Linked DNA regions of Zea mays: region 1 is linked to region 2. A link is a contact called in public Hi-C data. All regions are on one chromosome and are shown on one strand. The core of a region is the stretch at or near the end of the contact, and the rest is flanking DNA. Distances in the headings are between cores, read along the strand shown. Region 1 holds the start of LOC103626372 (RING-H2 finger protein ATL43). Region 2 holds the start of LOC111589307.

The links. Hi-C and Micro-C count contacts between places; a contact is called where the count stands out from the background.
Region 1: a Hi-C map of tassel shows a contact between it and region 2, with 5 times the contacts expected there. The contact joins the promoter of LOC103626372 here to the promoter of LOC111589307 in region 2. A contact is called at or near these places in 8 of 25 Hi-C or Micro-C datasets (bundle sheath, ear, endosperm and 4 more).

What each region holds. Positions count from the first base shown.
Region 1 is chr5:55,386,911-55,391,149 of Zm-B73-REFERENCE-NAM-5.0, reverse strand. LOC103626372 (RING-H2 finger protein ATL43) reads left to right here and starts at 2,076. Exons shown (of 1, transcript XM_008646778.4): 1 at 2,076-4,239. The coding sequence starts at 2,669. The coding sequence ends at 3,862.
Region 2 is chr5:55,191,514-55,195,477 of Zm-B73-REFERENCE-NAM-5.0, reverse strand. LOC111589307 reads left to right here and starts at 1,251. Exons shown (of 2, transcript XM_023300124.2): 1 at 1,251-1,670; 2 at 1,753-3,034. The coding sequence starts at 1,360. The coding sequence ends at 2,083. LOC100286338 reads right to left here and starts at 808. Exons shown (of 4, transcript NM_001159225.1): 1 at 360-808; 2 at 70-261. The coding sequence starts at 593.

The DNA.
Region 1 (4,239 bases), core at 827-3,326, 190 kb before region 2:
TCCTCTCAGTCCTCTCTAAGGGCAGACACAATAGGATAGATAGCACACCCTGTATAGCAATATCCATGTCATCTATATATTGTACTAATGTAAATACTTTGCAATTTTGTATGTATAGTGGATATCTATAGGTGTTTTTAATACTTTATTCACTCTTTACAGCATCTCGGTTTCTGCGTGCTTACCGCAAGTTCATAGCTAGCTGCACTCCGTCTTCATTTAATTTGTTACTATATAAGATAGACGTTGACATGAATTTTTATAAACAGGTGACAGTGTACCATTGCTGCCATTGCGGCTGCCCTAATCCTTTTGCAAGCGAACAAGCTGAGAACGGGAAATGCGGCACCGGTCCTGCAGCCAATCCTAGGCTGAGGGCCTGAGGCTGCGGGTTGCCTGCCACCGCACCCGCACGGGGACGGCCGGACGGGGCGCCCTACCAAAATTATTATTATTTTTGGCAGGAAACATTTAAAATTCGCAGAGCAGGGGGGGATGGCAGGGCGTACATGGATGGATGACACGCGGAACGGAGCACCGCCACTCGCACCATCTGCTCTGCCATGACCGCCATGCGGGCCAGGCCGTGCCTGCCCGCCGAAGCAGTGTCAGCGGGCAGCGGCTGAAGCGCTAATCGCGCCCACGACACGAGCCACGCCCTGCCCACTGCTCTGATCGTTTTTTTTCCTGGGACGGGGGCATTCATTCCCTCGCTGCGCAGGCGCGCGCACGAGCTCCGTTCGATCTCAGGCGCGCCATGCTGCGAGAGCCAGTTTTAAAAAGCGGTGGGGGGTTAACATCTTGGCCCCCCTTCGCCTCGCCCCGAGCGATTTGTTTTGACGGGCTGTCCAAAAAGTAACCTCCCACCTAGGTAAATGCGTGCCAAGACGGAGTAGATTAGTCGCTTGAAACAGGGATCCTTGTCTCTCTGCTCCCCAGCCCAGGCGGCTGAGCGGCAAGTGGGACGGATATTGATTTTTTTGCTTTCGTATATAGACGATCCAATTCCGATTGTTTGTGTGTGAATGTAGGTCCGAATATAGAACGATCTGTAAATTTTATTTTATGCAGATTAGTTGACGTTTAGTATAGGATAAGCGATAGGTTATCTTCGTCCACTAAAACTTAAGAGTAATTCATGATAATAACAAAAAAAGAGTTTGTTAGCTGGGATTTTTTTTTGGTTTTATGACGTGACCGTGTGACATTATAAATTTGAGATTGAGATCTGGCTTACTTTGCATTTATGAGTGGGGATAACTTTTTAAATGTTAATTATGTTGATGTGATATGAGGAATCACTCATAAAAAATGAAGTGGTGCATCATGTGTTCAATCCTTAAATTTAGTGGAATGACCTCATTTCTCGTATTAATATTAACTAACTATGAGGAATGAAGTGGTGATGGATCAACTCATTCTATTTAATAAACCAAACGAAAAAAGTGAGGAGTGAGAAGATATTGCGCTAGCTCAATCCTCAAACCAAACACACTATTAAGATTTTTGCCGACTACTTGTTAGTGTTGACTAAGGGTCTATTTGATAGGATCTTGCATCAACAACTTTAGCTATGGCTCTTACTTTTTCTTGAAAAAAACATCTTACTCCAAAGAGACTATTTAGTTGGAAACATTATTCTCCTAATTTTATAAATAGAGTCGAAGAAGTCCCTTTTTTAGTTCCAGCAGTCCCAGGCTTCCAGCTTCGCTCCGTTTCTAGGGCAGCTTCTCCTTATTTTTACGAAGAAGTCAATAGAAGAGCCTCTCATTTAGAGATTTTTTTTCAAAAAAATTATTGAAGGAGCATTTGAAAGAGCCCTACCAAAAAAGATCTAAATTTTGATAATATAAATTTTTCTATGTATACACACTTGACTATTTTAATATGCATCCATCTCTATATCCACATTTAAGTCTGAGGTCGACTCTAGTAGCCTCGTATGCGATTTCTTATCTCATTCATATTTTAAACTTCACTTTGTAAAGTGTCATCTAGAGTTACACATCCCCTATTTTACACCGTCGACTATAGAAAAATCCATTTTTCATCCTCATCCAAGTATTATTATTCGCTCCGAATCCAAAAGGAAAGACGAATTAACATACGACAAAGATATTCTCATCGCTACATATGCAGCTGCTGCGCTCTTCCTATTTATTATTCAGAAAAAAATAAATTAAATAAACTATTAAGTTCCTCGTCTGACACATGGCCCCACCGAGCCACAACTAAACTGTCAGTGTCCCTGTGTACTGTACTCCACTGTACTGATGCCACTCGTTCATCAGCTCAGCTCGATTCATCACTCGGCGACAAGCCGCACGCGGGTGGCCTCACCGGCGGAGCAGCGCAGCTGACCTGGACCCCACCAACCGAGGCCCCCACGGCCTCGTCTCCCCGCCACGAGGCCCCATCGCCGGGAGATCGGCTCACCGCGCCCACTTCTGGGGCTAGTAGCCTAGCCTAGCCTGCTGCTGCTTCACTCCTAGTCTCCACCGCTATTATTACTACCCCTACTACCTCTTGGTTACAAATCGCGAACGCTTGTGGTGGCAGCATCGGCAGCGCCACCCGCACCCGGCAGCAGCAGCGCTTGTGGTGTGGCTCACTGGCTCCTGTGTCGGTCACGGCCTCGACCGATCGCCTGCTGCTGCGAGAGGAGGCGATGGAGCCGGCGCGGCGGCTCCTGCTGTCGGACTACGACGGCGCGATCGAGTCGCCGCTGCCGTCGCCGCCGCCCTCCTCGGCCACGCCGTTCCGCCCCGGGGTGGCCGTCGTCGTCGGCATCCTCACCAGCGTCTTCTCCATCACGTTCCTGCTCCTTCTCTACGCCAAGCACTGCAAGCGCAGCGCTGCGGAGTCGTCGGGGCCCTACGGGAGCGCCGGCTCGGGCGGTGGGTTCGGGTCCTCCGGCAACGGCGCGGGCGGGGACCGGAGGAACTCCGGCGTCGACCGCGCCGTCGTGGAGTCCCTCCCCGTCTTCCGCTTCGGCGCGCTGCGCGGGCAGAAGGAAGGCCTCGAGTGCGCCGTCTGCCTCGGCCGGTTCGAGCCCACGGAGGCGCTCCGCCTCCTGCCCAAGTGCCGCCACGGCTTCCACGTCGAGTGCGTGGACACGTGGCTCGACGCGCACTCCACCTGCCCGCTCTGCCGCTCCCGCGTCGACCCGGAGGACGTCCTCCTCCTCCCGGAGCCGCCCAAGCCGTCTACCACGGGCCCTCCTGACCCACCGGAGACGAAGGCGGCGGCGGCGGCGGCGGCGGGCAAAGAGCCGGCTCCGGCTCCGCCTCCAGCTCCAGCCCCAACGCCCGCGCAGTCCGGTAGGAGGATCTCTGGCCGGCACTCCACGGGGTCAGTGCGCGCGCCTGGGCGTGTCGGCCCGGCCTCGCGGCGGTCGGCCGACGGCGGCGTCGCCGTCGGCTGCTTCGACGGCGCCAAGGTGCGGAAGGACCGCGTGCTGCTGGTGGAGCCGGCGGCCGTGGTGGCAGAGCCAGACCCGGTGGCGTTCGACCGGCGGTTCGGGCACCGCATCCTGGTGAGCACCGCGGGCGGGTGCAAGGGCGAGACGGCCCCCGCGGCGCAGCAGCGGTGGAGCGACCTGCGACCGTCCGACCTCATGTTCGTCCGCGCCGAGTTCCTGGTCACCGACGCCGGCCGCCACTCCTGCTCCGCGGCCGTGAACTCCGGCAACGCCAGGAGCGCCATCGGCGTGCGCAGCGTGTCGGAGCTGGCGGGGGTGCGCCGTCTCCCGCCCATCCGCGCCGGAGCGTGCGAGGGCGAGCCACGAGCCGGCGGCGGTGGCGCCCGGCGGTGGCCCGGGTCGAGCTGGTGGGCGCCACGTGGGGACCCCGGCCGTGCGTAACGGCCCTATCGCCTAGGCCTGCGTGGGTCGGGACCCCACGTTGCAGCCGGGAGAAAGCTTTTCCGCCGTCGACGTCGTTCATGCCAAACTACCCCCTGAGATGCCACGGAATTACACAGATCAGTATAAAGCGGCGGCGCGCTGGCCCTCCCGTCTCGGCTCTCTACTCCGCGGTCGGCGGCGCGTCACGTGATGGGCAGCGTGGGAATTATATATGTAACTGGCGGGGGGGGGGGGGGGGGGGGGGGGGGGGGGCGCTCCCTACTTTCGTCCGGGGCCACGCCGGCCCGCCTCGGAAGCCGCGCCGGAGAGCGAGGAGGAGACGCGGAAGGGATGTTGCTTTCGCGGGAATCTCGAGGCGGGTGTGTTGGTCCTGT
Region 2 (3,964 bases), core at 2-2,501:
AGGTTTAAGCGTAATAAGCCACGCCGCCTGGCCGGCCTAGCCTAGGAAACACACAGCACAGCACAGTACCTGGGAGACGACGTCGCGGGCGGCGAGGGCGAGGATGTCGGCGCAGGACACCCTGTTGGCGCAGCGCGGGTCGGCGTCCACGGCGGCCTTGGCGCGGGTGACCAGGTCGAGCGCGTCCGGGGACAGCGTGGTGTCGGCGCCCGCGCTGTGCTCGTCGTCGGGGCCCGACAGCAGCACGGACGCGTCGCAGCCCTGTGAGGGGAGGGGAGTAGGTCGATCGGTCAGCTGACTCAGGACCATCTCTCAAGAGTCGGGCGAGCGTGGAGCACGACGACGGACGGGGTACGTACCCTGACGAAGCAGTCATGGAAGAAGAGGCGGAGCGTGCCCGGCGCCGCGTTGAAGGTCTCCTGCAGCTTCTGGGTGACGGCGCCGCGGACCAGCGTCTCCACGTCGGGGCACGTCGACGCGTAGTAGCTCTGGCTCAGCTGCGCCTGCGCCTGCGCCTGCGCCGCCGCGCACCACCACCACGCCGCCGCTGCCAGCGCTACGGCGACCACGCTGTGCCACCGCCGCGACCTCATTGTGCGCGTGCCCCGGCCCGGCCCGAGCTTATCTGCCTATGCTATTGCTAGTAGCTAGCAGTCGGATGCTCTCGACTGCAGGGCTGCTCTCGGCTCTCTGGCCAACCTCCCCTTCCCTCTCTCTGGCGTGTAGTTGCCGCTGCTCCTTCCTCTCGTTCGCTCCTCTCTCTGTGCCCCTCCCGGCTATACTACCTCCGCGCGTGTGGAGCTACTATGATTAACACTGGCTGCTTGCTTTAAGTGGGGAGAGAGGCGGGCGCTTATATAGATGGGCTGGGCCGAGCAGGGCCGGGCCTGACTAACACCTTCGGGAAAAAGAAATCCTTCTATGCAACGGGCCAACGGCGCCGCACGCCGCTCCCGCTGCGTAGGCGGACGACGCGTGTCCTGCTGGCCCTTTCTCTTGCAATGCTCTGCTTCAGGGGTGAGGATAGAGTTAGAGTCGTTGTTTGTTTATGCGAGTAGATTTTACAGCGTTCAGAGGGTGAGGTGAGGTAGTATACACGCTCGCACTGGCCAGCCTCGAAAGCGTTAAAATCTTGACTCCTGTCTCGGCAGCTTGCACGGTCTGCAGTGTGTAGACTGTCCCAGCAAGCGTCGTCCTCGGCCCTCCGCCATCCAGCTCACCTCGTCCAGCCCGTCTAGGCGCTCGCCACGCTCTGTTCCTCGGAGCGCCGTCCGAGACGGGACTCGGGAGTACAGTACTGTACATCCGGCGGGCAGGCCGCGCGCGCCGTGTTCGAAACCCCCAGGACAAGGACATGGCATGGCATGTGGGCTCGGCACCTCCCCCGCTGCCATGCTGCTGGCTTGCTGCATGCGCGGGCAAGCCTACAGTAGTCAGTCGTCCACACTCCACAGAGACCCACGCCGCATCGCGCGCGTGCGTCTGCTAAGTACGGCGCGGCGCGACGAGAGGCGCCGCGCCGGGAGAGGAAGAGTCTCGTCTCGTGGTAGGGGGCCAGCGCCCAAGGTCACGGATGGCGACTGGGGAGAAGATTGCCCGGGTTTCTTTCATGGTACCACTACCAGAAAAGCGCTCGTCGTGGCTCAACTCAAGACGAAGCAAAGCGACGGGTTTTTTTTGCCTTTTTTTTTCTTTTTTCCCCCTTTTTTCCGCTCCTTTCCGCCGCCGTTCTCTGACTCTGATGGCTTCCAGGCCTGGGCGAAGGCAACGGAAAGGAAAGCCGCACACAAGGCATCGGTGTCCGTGGCGCTGCCGAAAGCGGGGGAGCGTGGAGCGGCGGCGATGTCCGAGACTGGCATTGTTATCCAACCGGTCTGAGGTTTCCGTTCCTCAGTATAGGATGGATGCTGGATGCGTATCGGTGTTCCGTTGGGGAATCCCGCACGATTATGGCAGGAACGCCCGTACCGGCCGCTGCCAAACTCGGCAGCTTTGGTTTCGGGTTCGGTTTTGGTCGCCGTTCGGTGTCCTTGGTAGCCGAATGTCCGCACAGATCGATCTTCCTATTCTTTCACGTTTCTGAGTCCAGATCGTAGTCGGGCGTGGGAGAATTAATTGGTCCTACCCTACGCGTGCTGGACTGGAATGCCCTTCCACATGCTGTGTATGTGTGTGTGTGTCCTACGGCGTCGGCTTTGAATTTTAGGCTGGTCGCCGCCTGCCGTCCTGTCCTACGCGTGCTCTGGATTGCCGCCCGCCCGCCCGCGTCTGGAACCGGAACTCCTAGTCCCAGGACACGGGGACGCCCAAGAGCGGCGTCGCCCAGCAGGAACTCGATCCCGGTGGTGGTTCTGGTTCGGGCCGCGGTCATCTTTATCGGTATAAGCGTGTGTGGCAGTACAAAAGATAGATAGATTACAAAAAAAAGGCGCCCCGTGATGGTAAATCCTAATTAATCCGCACTGACGTAGCTTCAACGGCAAAGTCCGGCCGGCGGAGCCATCATGATGATTGATAATAGTGACCGAGCCGGTGGACGACGGCGACGACGAAGATGATTACGCTCCCAGCGCCGCCACAACGGCTTTGGCGGATGGCGACCCGGCGTCGGCTCATCGGCTGTGACTCCTCTCCACTCTCCCTCTCCGCGCCCGAGACCCATCATCAGTGCAGGGCCGTCCGACTGATCCATCCTTCCGCTCCATCCAGCCATGTGGCGAGAAAAGAAAAGGCCGCCTGTGCCTGCCGACGGATGGAAAACTAAACCATAGCAGGCATGGAAAACTAAAAGCATTCGTATGCCAAAAACAATTTACATAGGATTTTAGCTAAATCGGTTATCTATCTATCTATCCGTAGCCGACCAAAATTACTTGAATTACACCATCACGCTACTCAGGAGCAACTGAGGGCGGGGCTCGGGACCGGCATGATCGAGACGAATATGATTGTAATTAGAAAAAATACAACTAGAGATGTATCTATTTTAGAATGAATTTTAAATTCTAAAAGTGCAATTACCACAAAAATAAAAATAGAGGGAGTGCATAATTTTTTCGCTGATAATATTGATCTGCTTATATTTTTTATTTTATTTAGGACGGAGGTAGGTGCTCTCCACGTAACGTGGGTCCGGCTGGCGCCTGCGTGCGCGTACGCCTAGCCTATGCCACCCGGCGGCGAGCTCGAGCTTGAGCAGTGGTGCACGCAAAGATTAGCCAGGCCAGGCCAGTAAAAGACAAGGCGTGGCCAGCCGGCGCAGCACTGGCACGCACGCCACGGCCCAAGGTTTCGGCTCCCGCACGAGGTATGTTAGGTTACGCGCGCCGCGCCACGTCCTGACCGACTGACGTATCTGACCTCGGCCGGTCCACAACGGCGCCCGGATGCAGAGGAGGAGGAGGAAGGCGGCGGCGAACGATTCGGCTGATGCGCGGGAGCGGATTCCTTCGCGCCGCAGGTGCCTTCTACCTTGCCGATGGCCGTATCTGTCACGCTTTGCTGGATTCGCGCGCGCCCACATTCTTATCTTTGCCGAGATTTGCGCACTCGATGGTGTCGGGACAAGGCAGCTGTTGGCTGTTGCAGCAGCACGGGCGCACTGCTTGGCCTGCTATGCGAGCTTCGGTCGTCGGCGTTCTTTTAGTTTAGTTTAGGCCCATGCATCTGCTGCTGTCATCGCCTCTATCTTCTGATGATGATTTCGGGTCCGTGTACGCCACTCCTTCTCCAGCAAATCCAGCTCCTTGCTCCCTGCCGCGGCGGCCAAACCCACAGGAACGGCCGTGTCCGTCCGTCGTCGCGCTCTGGAAATCATCTGCCTGCCCTTCCGTCCATCCACAGTCAGGCGGCGACCTCTCTGAACGCAGTGACGGCCGGAACTCAACTCGTTGTCTAGTGCCTACAGGAACGGGGAATGTGCGTGCCAGGCGCCCGTGACCACGCGCAGCCACACGGCACTCAA